Linked DNA regions of Sus scrofa: regions 1 and 3 are each linked to region 2. A link is a contact called in public HiChIP or PLAC-seq and promoter capture Hi-C data. All regions are on one chromosome and are shown on one strand. The core of a region is the stretch at or near the end of the contact, and the rest is flanking DNA. Distances in the headings are between cores, read along the strand shown. Region 1 overlaps UBAP2 (ubiquitin-associated protein 2). Region 2 holds the start of UBE2R2 (ubiquitin-conjugating enzyme E2 R2). Region 3 holds the start of AQP7 (aquaporin 7).

Region 1 (2,919 bases), core at 203-2,702, 120 kb before region 2:
GGGGTGGGGGTGGGCATTCAGGCACTTCTGCATGCCCCACCTGCTTGGCCTTGGTTGCCACCCTGCCTGGCCTTCGGGACACTCGGCCTAAGGATGTCCCTCAGCTCCACTGCTGAGAAAGCTGCTCACATTGGAGGCTGTGCCTGGCGCCATGGTAGCCTGGGGATGAGTGTCCTGTGCTCATGCCCGAGGGACTTGAAGACCATGGAACCCGGGGCCCCCAGTAGTTAGTGTCCCTACTAAATGTGCATCCTTCTGTCCCTCAAGCCCCCCACTTTAGAAAGAGAAAAAGGAAAACCATCTAACACAAGGCATAGAGCTGCTTGCCTGCCCCTAGACTTTTTCTAAGGTGCTCTGCAGAGTTTTTGGCGGCTGGTGGCCCTCAGTGATGCTTGTGATGGCAGCTTTGAGTCAGCAGCTGGAGCTGACAGTCTCTTGGGCCCTTTTGAGCCTGGCCTTTGATCCCTGTTGGTATGAATGTGGCCCCAGGATCTCTAGTTGCTGCAGCCTCACTGAGGCCCGGCTTGCCTTCTCACTTTGGCCCCTGCTTCCAGGGCTTCAGTGCACGAGGGGCTCTGCACTACACTCCCCTCATGACCTGGTCCCCAGACTCCTGATCGTCTTCAGCAGACCAGGGCCCGTCACATTGTTGGAGAGTAAATGGCTGTCTGGTCACCGCTGCCCATTGCAGTGGCTACAGTCTTTCCTGTTCCCCAGGAAAGGACTTTCTCCCCAGACCCTCTCCCTTGCTGTTGCCTGACCCCCCGTGGGCTGGCTGCAAGGAGCAGGCAGCTTTGGGCACCATGCCCTCCTCCCAGGCCCAGTGGCTGCAGCTTGCGTCTCTCAGGACAGTCTCTGATCTGTTGGCCTATTTCCAGAGGCTGGTTCCTGGGTGGCTTTTGCAGACCACCAGCTGGTCACACTGCAGGCCTCCCTTCAGGAGTGTCCTTGCCATGTCTCTGTAGGGCCCAGTTGGCAGATTTCTAGGGGGTCCTCAGAACTTAGTGTCTTTGGGAATGCCTTAGCCCTGGGGCTTTGCAGGGAAACTGGAAGTGGCCCTGGTTCTCCTGACAGTCATGAAACCTCGAAGCTCCTGGTCCAGGAGCCCCAGGGCAGCAGAGATGGGGTGCAGGAGGTGGTCCTGAATGAGCCTGTGTGGGGGGCCTGCTTGGCTCAGTGGGAGTGGCTCAGTGGGATCCCACGCCTGAAAGTCATCTTGCTTAATATTCCTTTTATTTAAAAAAATTTTTTTATTTTCATTTATTTTTAATTTTTTTTTGCCTTAGAAGTTACCTTTGAGCCTGCATTTCATTTTCCTGATTGGTCATTTTTTAGGCTCTGGTACTTTTTTTTTTTCTTTTTTCTTTTTTGATCTTCTAGGCTCTGGTACTTTTGTGCCCAGTTTCCTCCTTCGGATTTTTTGTGAAAGAGCTCCCCCTCCTGGGCTTCCTCTAGGCCTGTCCCGTTAAGTTCCCTCTAACTGTGCCTTCCTCGCCCCCTCTCCTCTTGGGGTTCTGGACTGAGAGTGCTATGGGTTTCTTGGAGATTTCCTCAGGAGGAGGCCAGGAGAGTGTGGGTGTCATTCCTAGACACTGTTGCTCCCAAGGAGGGCAGGAGGGCTTTCTCTTGGTTGAGGCCCAGGAGATGGTATGCCCAGGGCTGGCCAGGCCCTAAGTGGTGAGTCAGGGTCAGGGCAGGCCTCCCCTTCTCCACAGAGCTCTACTCTCTGTTGCCCCCTTGGCATCCCACACTCCACCTGCTCCTATGCAGTGGCAGTGTTGCCAAGGCAGTAGGTGGTGAGAGGCCAGTTCAGGACCTGCCCTGTGCCTGCCTGGCATTGCTGCCCTGACCCCTGGTAAACCCTTTAGACTCCTTCTTTTCAGGCTCCTACTTGTGCAGTTAATTTTCCTAGCTGCCTTCAGAATACCTCTCACTGGAGAAGCCGAGGGAGTAGGTTTGGCTCAGGGCATTCAGAAACGGATGCGCATGATTGGGCCTCCGATGGCTCTGCCTGCCGGGGGAGGCTGAGGAATTGTCAGTGTCTGCAAGCTTTGTGGCTGCCACAGTACGCAGGTCTGATGGGCCCGTTGGTTTGCAATTCTCTGAGTTGAGTGCTGTCCCCTGGAGGTGTGCACTCTATGGCCCTGTAGTCTGGCAGTGCCGGGAGGACCCGTGCTGCCTGCAGGGCCTGCCGTCCTGGGAGTGGGGCAAGGCTGGTGTGCTGACGGAACCTCTCTGGTCTCTTAGGATTACTATGGGATTCCTTTTGCCACACCGCCAGCCCTGGCCAGTCGAGATGGGAGCCTCACTAATAACCCATATTCAGGTTAGTCTTGTTTGAGGGATTAAAGGGGTCGGGGGGAGGGCTCATCCCAGAAGTCGGGAAACTGAAGCGGAAGGCTGCAGAGACCTCCAGCTTCCTGTAGTTGAGCTGGCAGCCAGACCTGTTCTGTTTGCAGGGGTTTTTTTCCTGGTTGGATAAGGGGCAGTGACTGGATCAGTGCTCCTCTCCTCCTAGGTGATGTCACAAAGTTTGGCCGAGGTGACTCTGCATCCCCTGCACCTGCCACCACGCTGGCTCAGCCTCAGCAGAGCCAGTCCCAGGCCCACCACACAGCCCAGCAGCCCTTTCTGAATCCTGCGCTGCCCCCTGGCTACAGCTACACCGGCCTCCCCTACTACGCGGGAGTGCCCAGTGCCTTCCAGTATGGGCCCACCATGTTTGTGAGTATCTGGTGGGAGGGGGACCCCAGCTTCAAGGAGCAGGAGCAGGGTAGGAGGGATAGGTCCCCACGCAGAGTCTCTCCTGGCCTTGAGCGATGAGTCAGGTTGGGGGCGAGGTCACTTTTCCATCTGTTCTTAGGTCCAGCGTGTGTTGCACTCAGGAGACAGGTCCCTAGTGGTTGTGCCACCTGCTGC
Region 2 (2,821 bases), core at 171-2,670:
CAAGTTCTCTAAAGTAGGTAATGGCTAGAAAAAGCAGGCAACCTTGTTTACCAGCGCTAGGGTCCTATTCTTCATGACCGCCCACTGGAATGCGAAGTTGGAACCACCACTATTCAAGAAGCCCAGCAAATCCCCAAAATGTCAGGGCACCAGGCAGCCTCTGGAATGACAGACCGATACCCTTCCCCCACCCCCACCCCCACCCCAAAAGAAAGGTCCAATCCCATAAGTGCAGGTCACTCTGCCCTCTGGGGTAGTTCCAGCCGGCGCAGAGATGGTCCCGATGGGAGGACGAGAGGGGAAAGACAGACCACCTTTCTTCCCGCACACCCTCAGCTGGGGAAACAAAACAAAGACCGCTCTCCTCCTCCTCCTCCTCGGGTAGCCACTACCCTAGCCACAGAGACTTTCCTATTTCCCGGTGCAGTCTGGCCTCCCGCCCCCGCCCCCGCCCCCATGACAAAGAAAAGGCACTTGGAGAGCCAGCGAGGCCTTCCTGCCTCCACGGATGGGGGAGGGGGCTGCCGACGTGAGGAGCCCCCTCCGCTCACCCGCGCTGCCACTCTTGGCCGGGAAAAGAGCGGAAAGCGGCGGCCTCCGCCCGAGGAAGCCAGGTTGGAGAGGGGCTGGGGGTACCTTGAAGTAGCCGCCTTCGTAGAGGGTGTTAGGGGGTCCGAAGATGGCAACCTCCCAGTTGTAGAGGTCGGACTCATCCACCAGGGTGATCCGGAAGCCCTCCACCGGTTCCTCCTGCAGGGATTTCAGCTCAAGCATCAGGGCCTTCTGCGAACTAGTCATCTGCTGCTGGGCCATCGCGGCGGCGGCGGCGGCGGCGCCGGGCCGGGGCCCCAGTCCTCACGCACCGGCCGGGCCGGACCAGGCCCCTCCCCTGCGCTCGCCCTCGGCCGGGCCGCAACGGGCCCCGGTCTTCACACACCCGGCGGCCCGGACCAGGCCCCAGACGGCCCGTGGGCCAGCCCGGTTCCTCTTCACACGACGCGGGCCGGGCCGAGCCCTTCTCCTCGCACTCAGGCCGTGTGGGGGAGGGGTGGAGAGAGTTGGAGAAATTCGCTCCTGGTCCCGGGCCTCCCCCCCCCGGAGGGGGCCTCAACTTGGGGGGGGGGGAGAGGAGGTGGAATTGGAGGAAGGCGGCGGAGGGCCGGCGATGGTGAGAGTACGCGGCCGAGCCGGCCCGGGAGCGCCGCGCTCGCTCGCCCTCTCGTTCTCCTCGGGGGCCGCGGGGCCGAAGGGCGCGCGGAGCCGAAGGGCGGGAGGAGGGCGGCACGCGGGGGTCTCGCAGCGGCGGCGGCGGCGGCGGCGGCAGCGGCGGCGGCTGCGCGGGGGGAGGGGCGACGGCGGAGGAGGAGGAGGAGAAGAGCGAGAGCGCCTCGCGCCGCGGGAGCGACGGAGTCGAGAAGAAGGAGGGAGGGAGGGAGAGAGAGAGAGAGGGAGGAGGGGCGCGCGTCGGGAGGGAGGGCGGCCTGGGGCGGAGGGTGGCCCGACGCGCGTGCGCGCGCCCCTCCCTCCCCCGCCCTCCTCACCCTCACCCTCCTCCTCCTCCTCCTCCTCCTCTTTCTCCCACTTGGGCGCCTCCTCTCCGCTGCCCCGCGTGGTGGCGGCGCTTTGTGACGCTGGCGCGTGTCCCCCACCCTTAAAGGGCCAAGCGTTCGTGCGGGCCGAGGGTGGCCGCAGGAGATTGCCCCTGGCCCCAAAATGACAGTTGTGTGGCTTGACGCCATGGTGTCAAGGCGCGCCCCGGAAGGGACCTCTGATCCTAAAACTGCTTTCGCTCTCCTTCCCCTCGGTGTATCCACAGGCCTCTGCACCGCTCCTTATAGGAGCCCTGATCCATCTTCCCTCCCGCTTCCTTCCAGTGACACAGTCTGCTCTCCCTGCACTCAGTAGATGCTTGACAAGGATGTGCTGATAATGTGGGTCTTATTGGTGGGAACAAGCGTCCCGACATCTCTTCTGCATATCCAGTTCTCATGCCATTGTATCCTTGAGAAAGCTGTGTCACCCGCATAGGGAGTTGGGGGGCAGTTTCCTATTGGAGAAATGAAGAAGGCAGATAGGCCAGTTTCTACTTCCCTTCTTAACTACAATGAAGAAATTGTAGGAAATAGAGAAATAATAATACAGACAGAACCTGGGTTTCTGGCCCTTTTCTGTGTGATTTGAGGCAAGTGCTCTGGCTATCCCCCAGTTTACCCATTTGTAAAACGATGTATTTGGTTGAACTTTGACCTCCCTACAGATCCTTTCAGCTTGAAAGTCCAATCTAGAACTGGAGAACTTTCAAGACAATCATAACTGAAGTGAGGTATGAAGACAGTCTTCAGTCCCCATGGTTTAGAATACCGCTTTCTCTTAGGAAGGCATGTCCTATGATACTGCCTGAATACTTCCTAGAAAGGCCAGGATACTGTGAGTTCCACATAGTTAGAATTTGGGGATCAGAAAGATCCTTGGTTCCAACCCTAGCTCCACCATTTTCATTATATTACCTCTTCCTTGTTCATTTCCTTCCGTAAAAGAGAGTTAATTATACCTAACATATAAACAATTGTAGTGATTAAACAAGATCATCTATGTACAGAATTTAGCACAATGACTAGCACATGGTAAATTATCCATAAATAGGACTTTAAAGAAAAAAAAATTTTAAGGCACAGCTATGTTTGGATACATCTCAATTTTTTAGTAGGCTTAAAAAAAAGTTTTGGATTTATAGAAAAATGGAGAAGATAGTACAAAGAGTTCCCATATACCTGGCAACCAATTTATCCTATTATTAACATCTTACATTAGTGTAGTACTT
Region 3 (2,771 bases), core at 204-2,703, 85 kb after region 2:
AGAGGACAATCCTATTCCCAGAGCTGGCTTTGCAACCAAATCTTGTATCACCTCACCACAACCCAGGGGCTGCCGCCTCAGAAGCTTCCTGGACCCACTGCCCACCATCCACTACTCAACCTGGCAGGTCTCCTGACATGCTGCAGTCCAGCACCCCCTCCCTCATGTCTCAGCACTAGGTTACCTGCTCACAGCTCAAACTGGCCCACATTTGGAGGCTCAGCCATGCCCTGGCTCCAGAAGTTCTCTCAGATGACAGCTGATCCCCTGGCTTACTCCTGACCCCACCTTGGTCACCCCACCCTCAGCCTTACACTCTGGTTCCTCTTAGCTCTTTCACAGAGGCCTGGCTTGCTGTTCCCAGGGGAGGCATTTTCCTGAGGCTGGGGCCTAGGTCCCCCTTCCCCCACTCAGATGGAGGCTCCTAGAGGATGAGGCTTTTTCTCCTCCCCCTCAAAGGACCTTCAGAGAACCAGAACCAGGCTTGGCTTTCTACCTCCCCTCTTAGACTGAGGTTTCCTTGCAAATCTGGCTTATGTGGCTTTCTTCCTTTCCAAGTGTGCGACCCCTGGGCCCAAGGCCTGAGCATCCCCTACCTTCTTTGGGATGAGGGTTTCCTTAGGACTGATCCAGGGTCTTCTCCCCAACCCCTCAACCTGGTTGTTGATCTCCAGAACTTTCCACCTCCAATCCCCATTCTGTGCAGCTCTCCCTACCTGGGGGGCCCTCAGGAGCCTCTGGGGCTTCCCCCAGGTCTGGGGCCCTCAGAGGGGTTCCTCTGGCTCTGGGATGGACACCTGGCTTGGAGCACAGGCCCACCCTCTGAGGCTCAGTGCACCCACTTGGAGCTCCACTCTGACCTCACAGGGCTGCTTCAGAACCCTGTCCCTATGGTGCTGCTGGCAGGAAAAGGGATGCTATTTTGGGCAGTGTGTCTGGATTTGGCTCAAGCGGTATGGGCCAAATCCCTGTCCCACTGACCTCTCCCCTGGAGGAGCAGAGCAGAGCGGAGCAGAGCAGTGCTCAGGGCCACCCGGAGGAGGACTAAGAGGTGGGCTCGGGACTGTGGAGCCCTAGTGGGGGCCATAGCCAGAGCCTGAGACAGTCACGGAGGAACAAGACCAAGACCTGCTGTAAGTTCACTCTGCCTGCCGCAGGACAGGCCAATAAATTCAGAGATGAGTTGTTGGGGCAAGGAATAGCGACTTTAATCGGAAAGCTAGCAGACCGAGAAGATGGCAGACTAGTGTCTCAAAAAACCATCTTGCCTCAGTCTGAATTCAGGCTCCTTTTATACTGAGAAAGGGAGGGGGAGGGGCCAACGGTCACTCACTAACTGTCACTTGCTGGGGGAAGGGCCCACTGCAATGCTGACCAATGGCTGAACAAGGCCACTAAAGGTTGCTCACTAAAGGCTGCTCACTTACAAGGAGCCCCCAAGGCTGAGCTTGGAAGCATAAGGCACTTCAGCAGAGTAAGTTGGTCCCCAGGCAAGGCTGGGACAGGGGTCTCCCCTGGGGCCCCGGGACTGGGAGTGCCATTCCCTGGAAACCCTGTGGGGAGGAGGGGACCATAGGACTCTCTGGGGAAGAAACCCCAGCTGGGAGCTGAAGGCTTAGGTGTCTGTTCTGGTTTAGTCCTGAGTTGCTGCATCATACGGATATGTCACACTTTCTGGGATTCAGTTTCCTTACCTGTAAATTGGCTGCCGGGAGCACCAGCCCTGGAACGGAGATTGGGAGGATGTGTGAGCCTGGGCTGTCCACAGAGCCGGGGGTGGGGTGGGATGAGGAGTAGAGACCGGTGGCCCTGGTCCAAAGCAGAAAGGATGCAGATCAGAGAGATGGGTGGATTTCTGGCTTTGCCGCTGGAGAGGTTTTCACCCCCCGAGTCCTGTCCTGAGAGGCCAGGGCTGGGGCTAGGGGGTTTCTGCAATCAGGGATTGGGACGTGAACCTAGGCTGCAGTTAGAGGGAACTGGGCTAGAGCACAAGCAGGACACGGAGGATAGGAGATTCCAGGGTTAGTTCTGTGCTCTCATTTGTGAGGAAAGTGGGAATAAAAGGGAATTTTCAGGAATGGTGAGAGGGTAGACTTTGTTCTGAGGTGGGAGTATAGACTAAAGGAATTTTCAGGACCCCTCCTGTGTGTTTGTGTCTCTCTCTGTGTGTGTGTGTGTGTGCGTGCAAGGAAGGGGTAGAAGAGGTCCTGGAAGGTCAGTTTAAGTCAGCAGCAAGAGAGTGTGAAGCTAGACTAAAGGCAGTAATACCCACCTATGTGGGGGTGGAGCTGCTGAGAGGAGGCTGTGGGCATCTCCATTGTCCAAGGCAGGAGGACCTCCACAGGGCCTGGTCCAGGGCCCAGGGATCCTCAGGCCAGTGTGGGTCAGGGGTGGGGCCCCAGGGCCTCTCCCCATTGGCTGAAGCACATTGCATCTCCCTCCCTGCCAGCTTGGCTGGGTTGAGGGGTTGGCACTGGCAGGAGCTTTCCCTGTGGCTTCTCCCCGGGGGGCTGAGAACTGATGAGAATGAGGGGCCAAGTTCTGTGTCATCCCTCAAGCCCTAGTGACCTCTTTTTGGGTCCACAGCATCTAACAATCTCAAAGACAGAATATGACTGAAAGAGACAGGAAGAGGCGGTAAGCATCCCACCCATTCCCCTACCCCAGCCTCCTGTCCCCCACTCAGCACACTCCCAGAGGCCCCCGCCCCACTCTCTCCCTCTCCCTCATGGAGGCTGACCCTCCCAGACTCCTTCCTTCCCACCCCCACC

What was found. Promoter capture Hi-C pulls out the DNA fragments that hold promoters and counts their contacts. HiChIP or PLAC-seq counts read pairs in DNA pulled down with a chosen protein or histone mark.
Region 1: an H3K27ac HiChIP or PLAC-seq map of alveolar macrophages shows a contact between it and region 2. The contact joins the enhancer-like site here to the promoter of UBE2R2 in region 2. A contact is called at or near these places in 4 of 5 promoter capture datasets (fetal liver, fetal skeletal muscle and liver), 7 of 47 Hi-C or Micro-C datasets (alveolar macrophages, blood, embryonic fibroblasts and 4 more) and 2 of 2 datasets of contacts at active chromatin or transcription factors (alveolar macrophages and skeletal muscle).
Region 3: a contact with region 2 is called in a promoter capture Hi-C map of fetal liver, with 2.3 times the contacts expected there. The contact joins the promoter of AQP7 here to the promoter of UBE2R2 in region 2. A contact is called at or near these places in 2 of 5 promoter capture datasets (fetal liver and liver), 8 of 47 Hi-C or Micro-C datasets (alveolar macrophages, embryonic fibroblasts, fetal heart ventricle and 3 more) and 2 of 2 datasets of contacts at active chromatin or transcription factors (alveolar macrophages and skeletal muscle).

The regions. Positions count from the first base shown.
Region 1 is chr10:32,888,104-32,891,022 of Sscrofa11.1, forward strand. It overlaps UBAP2 (ubiquitin-associated protein 2), which reads left to right. Exons shown (of 28, transcript XM_021064693.1): 22 at 2,248-2,326; 23 at 2,519-2,724. Among named protein-coding and RNA genes, the nearest start is that of UBE2R2, 120 kb to the right of the region's middle. Within about 2 kb of position 1,453, at least 7 of the 83 cell types and tissues checked have an H3K27ac peak or open chromatin away from gene starts, as enhancers often do. A contact at or near this core is called in alveolar macrophages, where this site is marked.
Region 2 is chr10:33,013,053-33,015,873 of Sscrofa11.1, forward strand. UBE2R2 (ubiquitin-conjugating enzyme E2 R2) reads right to left here and starts at 1,421. Exons shown (of 5, transcript XM_021064700.1): 1 at 637-1,421. The coding sequence starts at 813.
Region 3 is chr10:33,097,731-33,100,501 of Sscrofa11.1, forward strand. It overlaps AQP7 (aquaporin 7), which reads left to right and starts at 1,454. Exons shown (of 8, transcript NM_001113438.1): 1 at 1,454-1,474; 2 at 2,587-2,637. The coding sequence starts at 2,612.